Linked DNA regions of Capra hircus: region 1 is linked to region 2. The links are chromatin contacts, called in public Hi-C maps. All regions are on one chromosome and are shown on one strand. Each heading gives the region's core, a stretch centred on a gene start, on an enhancer-like site or on the middle of the called end of the contact. The rest is flanking DNA. Distances are from core to core; before and after follow the strand shown.

Region 1 (3,918 bases), core at 140-2,639, 240 kb after region 2:
TTGTTTTATCTTTAAAACTTTCTTTAGTATGTTTCGAATTTATTTGACCAATGACTTTTTGAATGTTTGCAGCATTGAGTACTGTCTTACAAAGCTAAGGTAATGGGACATGATTTTAGAAACACAGCTTTGGCATCATCCTGCCAAGGGAAGCTGCTTATCCTCAAAAACCTTTAAATGCTTAAATCTAAAATCACTCTAGATGGAATAGTTTGGACAAAATCATGTGTATGACGTAAACTTGAGAACATTTTCTACCCTCCACTCCGAATTGCAATCTAGCTTTGTTCTTTTGGTTCCTTTGTCAGTCGTAAAACTCATATTACCCCTGCTCTGTAAATGTCAGGTACCAGCTCTTGGTCAAGACCAACACAGGTCTGCCCTGAGGTCTACATGACGTCCCAGGGATGCTCACTGGGCTCCTTTAAGAGCAATGTTTTGTAGAGTATTCTGCCCAGGTAAGAAACTAGATAGCAGAGTGTTTATCGTTGAAATAGAGGACACTTCCAGCTCCTGTCAGCTGTTCAGTCCTTCTTCAGTTGAACAGACTGCGAACAAGTTTCGGTGAGACAAGTGGAGATGGAGCCTGAGGGTAGTGGCATCTGGGTACATGCCAGCACACACCAGAGATAACCATCACTGTTTGAAGATCCTGATGAATTGTGTCCCAAGGGCCAAGGAATTTCAAGAGGCCTTCCAGGGCTGTAGACCAGGATGAGAGACTTCTCAGGCCTGTACCACAAATTACTTGCATCACTTGCTACTTGTTGTGTCATGAGGCCCAAACGGTGGTGTCTGCAGTGTCTTCTACTGGGGGATGAGCATGAGACATTTTTCACGATCCTGATCAAAGGGAAAAAGGGCCTTCCCTGGTAGCTCAGTGGTTAAGAATCTCCTGCCAGTGCAGGAGACACGGGTTCGATCCCTGGTCTGGGAAGATCCCCTGAAGGAAATGGTAACCCATTGTAGTATTGTTGTCTGGAGAACCCTGTGAACAGAGGAGCCTGGTTTACTACAGTCCATGGGGTCCCAAAGCTTCGGACATGACTTAGCAACTGAACAACAACAAATCAAGGGGAAAACTTGGTTGAGCTGCAAACTAGGTTTTTGATGACCTGTGTGATTCCTAAGATGGTGTGAGAATTCCAGGCTTAGTTGGAACCATATTGGAGGCAGGGTGGTTGGAGACCACAGCAGAGAAGCCCCACCAAGTTGACTTCCCCCGATATCAACCAGACCAGAGGTCTGGGGGTTGGGTGCAGTGTCTCCTGACCTGTGACTGCTTCTCCTGAGGCTCAGACGTGAGCTTGGTTATCTGAAACCTGTTGTCTCCCAGATGTCCCAGCCACCTTCTCTGGAAGCCGCCACTGCAGACCTGCTAAGGCAGTCTTTGGTTCCTGTTAGCCATGTGACCTCTAGTGGTTGTAACCGGTAAAACTGGCTTCAGGGATGGATTTGCTGGAATACTAAGAAATAAACTGGAGAAGGAAGTGGCACCCCACTCCAGTACTCTTGCCTGGAAAGTCCCATGGACAGAGGAGCAGGAAATGGCTTTAATGTTTAATAGCCGACCACTTCTCTGTAGTAACTTTTCACCTCTGTTATTCTCTTTCAGCACACACCCAATTATATAATTTAGCAACAATCGACACAATTTGGGTTCCAGACCTAACCTTGACTGTTGCTAGCCAATATAATTTGGACTGATGTTAAGCATCTGAGCCTCCAGGGTCTAAACTGTTCAGAGATGTCATGACAGCCACCCTGATTACTACATCCTGGGGTTGTTTTAAGGATCAAATGACATGAAGAAACCTATCATTGAAATGCTGTATAAATGTGTTTGTTGTTACTCCAAAGCTGTTGGTGTCTGTGGTTCTGTAGACCACAATTGTTTTATTTCATGTGCTTTGGTGAAGACATTTAAGCTCTTTGCTCAGATTCTGTACTGGGAATTCTGTCCCAGTCCACAAGTTATTTAATTAGTGGCCGCTATGTGTGTTTCACAGTGGACTTGCTGGTTCATTCAAGAGCCATGAACTCCTGCCTCTGCCAGATGCCGCAGTTGGTGCTGGGATCTGGCAGAGACCAGGGCAGACAAGGTCCTGCTCTAGTTGAGTGTATGTTCAGATGAGTCAGGGGGATTCTTAGCCCCCGACTGAAATGGTTCCTATCTTCAGGTGACTTTAGAGCGTAACTGAGAAGGAAAGCTTAAACAACCAGATGTGACGCTAGTCAGTGTGTGAAAAAGGCTTTCACAGAAGTATAAACAAAGTGTTCTGAGTCAGGGGTCCTATCGTGTATGTATGGAGGGTGAAGTGTGAGGCAGTGAATACAGACTGTCTTTCTAGGAGTTTAGTACTGGAGGAATGTCTAGTAGATGATTGGGACCTCTTGAGAGGTCAGTTGGAAAGTAACCAACCTGATCTTTTCGTATACTGTTTCTAGTTTTAAAAGAGTTGCAAAATTTTTATGCAGAATTTCCTAGGAAATTGCTCATTCTTACTCCATAGACATAATTATTATTTAAGATTCCAAATAAATAACAACTAGACTCATTGGATGCTTACTGTTCCAAAGATTAACTTTATAAATATTAATTTGCTTCTTTTACCAACTGTATGAGGTAGGTACTTCTACCAACATGCCAGTTTTATAGATTAGGAAACTGAGATAGAAAAACTTCAAAAAAAACCAAACAAGTAACTTGCCCAAGGGTATTTTGCTGCTAAGTAATGAACTCAAACCCAAGCACACTGGCTCTAGAACTGCGTGCTGGCCACTGGGCTGTATTATTTCTCAAAGCTTCATTCTAAAAGTTAATCAAAATTTTTAGAAATACATACTAAGTATTCCAGAATTATATTGCCTGAGGTCTGAGATTGCTTCAGATATTTTCATACAGAGGGGTGCGAGGAAGGCAGGAAGGTAGCATAGATGAAACGGGAGTGGTAAAATCTTGATAAATGTTAATATAGTTGATAAGTCCATTGGCATCATGATAGTATTCCCTGATTTTCATAATGAAAAGTAGAAACCGTTTCCAGAGGATTTCAAGACCTTCAAATATTTGTACCCTTACTGTTAATAGCAAAAGACTTTTTACCAATGATCTGGGTAATTGAGATCAAAGCAGTGAGTTTCATTAAGTTACTAACGTAATGGTGCCCATGTAGTAAAAATCATTTCCTACATAATTGCCAAATGGGCTGGTCATATACTTTTTTTTAAACCGGTAAAGGTTGATCTTCTTGCCAAATAAATTTGATAGAATAGCAAAACGTTTGCGTTCGAGTGGACTTCCAAGAAGGACTTCCAAGACAGCGTCTCCCTGTATTCTCATTTCCTTGCTAGGGAAGTTGAAACTTGGAGAACCTAAGTGATCAGTCCAAGGTTAAAGTGGGAATATAACATGGTTGTCCACAGCCAACCTCATGGCTGGCTCATGGGAGAGCAGAAATTAAAACCCAAGCTTCTTGAACTCTGAGGGGCTTCCCGCCTCCCATCAAAGGAGCTCTGCCTGGTAAAGTCTTATAGCCACCCACATGGAGACACAGACCCCAGGCTTCACTTGTGATTCCGGCTGGCTACATCAGACAGTCTGGGGAGTAAGGCAAGGAAAGATGACCTACCTTCATCCTGGGTCTGCAGGAGGTGGGTCAAGTGGGTCTTGAACCTCCCCTGGTCGTTTCCAAACTTTGGTGCTTAAAATAGGCCCATATATTTTGTGTGTTTTCTCTAAGTTCCTTGTTTACAGTCCCTGTGTCTCCCACAGGGGGCATAGTTGGGAACATCATGACTGTTGAACCTGAAGCTACTGCTTGGAGGTGTGTTTGGGGCTCTGGCAATAAAACCCACTCCTACCTGGGCCAGAAGTCAGGGCCAGGCTTTTCCCGAGAGGGTGGGATGCGGGCAGTC
Region 2 (4,283 bases), core at 1,657-4,156:
AGCCATTGTGCGGAGTGCTGAGTTCATGGTTCTGCTTTTATATATGTTAGAAATGTCTGTTGCCTGGATGAGTTTATGTTCACATTCATAAGTGCTGACAGGTGCTTCCTTTAATAGAACAGGTGCAACATTGCTTGTTGAATGGTTGCACCTTTAAAAAGTCAATCTAGAAAGTAAAAATAAGGAATCTTAATTAAAAACAAGATGCTACTCATGAAGATTCTAGGAATGCATAGCTGACTTTGGAATAGCCATTCACTGTAAAACATTCTCCCCATCCTCAGGCAGACCCCACTGACTTCATACCCCACCTTCACTAACTGTCCTCTCTCTCCTCCCCTTCAGCCCCATGCTTCTTGGAGCATTGACCATGCCCAGCATCTCCACCTCCTCATCTCCCATTTGCTCTCCTGTGTGTCCTCTAACCCTGCACTTGCCACATCTGCAGTGGCTAAGTGCAAGGGGGAGTGTTTAATCTTCGCCTTAGTTGACTATTAAATGTCAGATGAGACTCCTGAATGCTCCCTATTTCTTGAACCATCTTCCCTCCTTGGCTTATTAGGTATGACAATACCTTTGATTTCCTGTCCTCTCTTCCTGTGTCCATCCTTCAGATGTTGGTTCTTTGAGATTCTTATCTGGGTGCTCATCTTCTCTTATTCTGTATAAGCAGTATCATCTGTTCGCATGACTTCTGATATACAAATATTCTTTAATCTCAGTTTTTTCTCCAGAGTTGTGCATTTGGCCAACCTTCTCCTAGACATCTCCATTTGGATATCACCTAGACACCTAAACCTCAACATGTCAGAAATTGAGCTGATTACTTTCTCTAATTTGCTTCCTGTCTTTTGTTCTTAATTTTATTGCACAGTAGCACTGTGTACCCAGATGCCCAAGTCTAAGCCCAAGGAATCATCCTCGATTTCTCTCTCTTCTCAACCCCATATCAAGTCATTAATTTTATATTGCAGTCATTTCTAGAGTCTTTCCACTCTCTTCCATCTCCATTGCCATGACACTAGTCCAGACCATCATTACCTTTCCTGAGGATTGCTTCCACAGCCTCTTACCCAATCTCCCTCTCACTAGTATTGTAGCCTTCTAACCCAAACTATCCAGCCACCAAAAGTAGCTTTCAGAGTTTCTGTGATGTCCCTCTCCAGCTTAAAAACCTTCCCCCATTCCCTTTGGACTGGAAGACAAAGTCCAAGCTACTTCATATTTGTTATATGACCTCTGCTTACTTCCCAGCCTTGCATCATCATTGCTTCCTTCTTCTCCAATCACCGGCCAGCCCCTCCAGTCACTCTCTGCAATTTCCTGCAGAGACCATGCTCCCTCTGGGTCAGGTTCTCTCTCCACGCCAAGTTCTTCTTCTTCCAGGAACACTCTTCAGCTACTCTTCACTTGGCTAATTCCTACCAATTCTTCAGGCCTGAGTTAAAATACTTACTTTCACTAAGCCCTGAACACTGGTTTGATGTCCACCAGAAGCATTGCTAGCCTACAACTTACTGTATTATAAGACATATGAAGCCATTTTCTCTCTCTCCCTTCCTCCAGCCTCAGCTTCCTGCAAGCTAAGAGAGTGTTCACTTTTGTATTGCCAGATCCTAGCACACTGCTCGGCACAAAGGGCTTTCATATACATTTACTGGAAGGAGGAAGAACAGAATGAAACAAGACAGGTGGCACACCAATGGTTGCCCTAAGTTTAAACGTTTGTGAAATTTCTCTCTGATGAGCATTTTCTATTGAGTTTGGTGCTTTTGTCTCCATTACTTTGGTTGACAGTTCATTATGACATGAAGTAAAGGAAGGAGATTATTTTCTTGGCCTGGCTTTTATTTATCTAGAAGTGTGGACAAGTACTGTCCTGAGCAAATGGCCATGCTTATTACTCATTGCTCTGAAGGGTTGGCATAATATTCATTTGGAACTATATTATCAAATAGATGCTCACTGAGAGTCATACATAGCAGTGGGCAAGATGTTGGAATTATACAAAACAGGCCATACTCTTCTCCTCTGCTCTTAGGATCTAACAGTCTAGGCATCCCATGGGTGGAATATACATATGACAGCTGCTGGGAGATGTCATACTTGTTATCTAGCGAGTAGAAGTTCAGAGAAAGGAATCATCATTGAGGGCCTTATAACTGGGGCTTTTACCCTGGTGGGATATGGATGAGATCAATCTTTCTAACATGGGTTCATTAATTCAGTAAAGATTTATCAAAATGCTTATGATAGAGGCCAAGCAACTAGGTTAGAGATAGCAAAATGGTATAGTCGCTGCCCTCAAGAGACCTATAGTCCACTCAATTATAATGGAAGACCGCTCTTCAAGGTTCTTTAACTGTGAGTCTTCAGAGATCTCCTGAACCTTCTACACTTTTGTTTCTGTTGCTCATGATTCCCATCATTTGATCTTAGGAGGTCCCCTTCCAAGAAGTACTTCTTACCACCAAGAGAGTTAACCTTGGCTTCAGACAGCACAGCATGGTCCCAACTCAGAACTTTCAATACCTGAATCTTTTAAATAAGTGCTGTTTCCACTTCTAAAAAGTAAAAAATAACCACGTTTAATGTGCCTCAAGTCATTGGAAGGAAATTCCAGCCTTGTAGGAAATGAATTATGAAGGCTGTGTTGGGACATGAGCTGAATGACTGTCACTCAGAGGGGGCAAGTACACATGGATAGCATCCCATGTAGCCAGACAGGGAAGTGGGGGCCCTTCCTTGACCTCAGTAAGGCCTTGACCCCTTGTAGCCCCATGTTGGACCCCAGATCTGGAGCTGGACTTGGTTTACTGGATGATGCAACCACGAGGACACCGGCCATGTGGGTGTTGGAACGGAGCTTCACTGGCAATGTCAGCTGGTTGTCAGGGACGCTCCATGCTGACCAAGCTCACTTGGCTTGTCACAGCTCAGCCACCTGTTGTAAACAGCTGGGGAGGCCTGGCTCCACTCGGAGGTTGTTACTATCTCTAGCGTGTTGTGTCTGCCTGGAGTGGGGAGGGGAGTGTGGACACAGCTAGGACAGGAACCAGCCCACTGCTGTTCTCATGGAGTCACCCTCTTTATCAGGAGTGGTGGTCCAGGCGTGGCTAGCATGAGGTCTTCCTTCTGCACGGGATCTGCCATCTCTTTGAAGACAAGATAACCACAGGCCTTACTATAGAAGCAGCTCTGGAGAAAAGACTAGAATAACAGGTTGGAACCAGGTCCTAGAGGGCTTTGAATACTGACCCTTTTGAATTTATCCTTGAGCCCATGGAGCATGATGAATTGTTTCAGAGCAGGGGAGTTGTAATAAACCCAGAGTGAAACTGGGACACTGGTTCACTGCTGCAGTTAGGGAAATAGGGAGACAGAGAAGTCAAGGGTAGACTGGGAACCAGCTGGGCAGGTGACTAGTTTATGTTGAATTGGTAAGATTGAGGAAGACAACCTACCAACAGAAGATGGACCAGGGCACCAGAAGGTGGATAAAACAGGTCCAGCCCCGGTGGGTCCAGGGTAATTTGAAGGGGAGATGGAATCAGCATCCTAGGAAAAAGCTATTTAATTAGAAATATAAAGAGAGATTAGAAGAGAATAGTGTAGTAGGAAAATTAGTGGAGAAAAAGATGCTGAATAACTTGGTTTAGGTGGAATACCAATAAAACTCCAGGACAAGGAATTTGCACCATCTACGTAGGCCACCGGCGCCCACTTGAATAGCGGAGGGTGCCCCGCCTTGGGCTCCCTCTTGCGTGGGTCTTAGAAGCCAGGGCAAGTAAGTAGATATGGTGAGCATCCACGCTCCAGATGGGAATTCAGCCAGAAGGGGAAAGAAAGAACGACATGGGGGAATCAGTCTTTCCAGAAACTGATCCATTTTCTTTATTTTCAGGTTTGCTTATATATTTTTTGTTATATATAGGGATGAATACAGAGTCACACAGGGTCAGCAGACCTGACCCTTGTCAAAATCAGGTGCTTCATATAAAAGTATACAAAGGTCTTAGGGGTTTTACATGATCTTCTGGCCATGAGGCCTGCTTACATTTTATGGCCCTTTCTGATAACGGTCAGTCAACCAGAAAACTTATTTTTTCCAGGGGTGATTTTTTTCTTAAACTAGGCGCCACCCTCCAAAGGCACCAGATAAAGTTGCATTCCTATAGGGTGAGAGTGCAGGGGGTTATAATCAAGAAAAGGAATTTACTTAGCCTAAGGTTTAACATGGTTAATATCAAAGGTTAATACTTATTTCTCCCATATGCTAGTTA

What was found. Hi-C and Micro-C count contacts between places; a contact is called where the count stands out from the background.
Region 1: a Hi-C map of blood shows a contact between it and region 2, with 6 times the contacts expected there. The contact joins two enhancer-like sites. A contact is called at or near these places in 3 of 5 Hi-C or Micro-C datasets (all in blood).

Annotation. Positions count from the first base shown.
Region 1 is chr8:99,458,357-99,462,274 of ARS1.2, forward strand. All of the region lies in intron 9 of AKAP2 (A-kinase anchor protein 2), which reads left to right. Among named protein-coding and RNA genes, the nearest start is that of C8H9orf152, 45 kb to the right of the region's middle. Within about 2 kb of position 1,390, at least 2 of the 5 cell types and tissues checked have an H3K27ac peak or open chromatin away from gene starts, as enhancers often do.
Region 2 is chr8:99,215,870-99,220,152 of ARS1.2, forward strand. All of the region lies in intron 3 of AKAP2 (A-kinase anchor protein 2), which reads left to right. Among named protein-coding and RNA genes, the nearest start is that of AKAP2, 110 kb to the left of the region's middle. Within about 2 kb of position 2,907, at least 2 of the 5 cell types and tissues checked have an H3K27ac peak or open chromatin away from gene starts, as enhancers often do.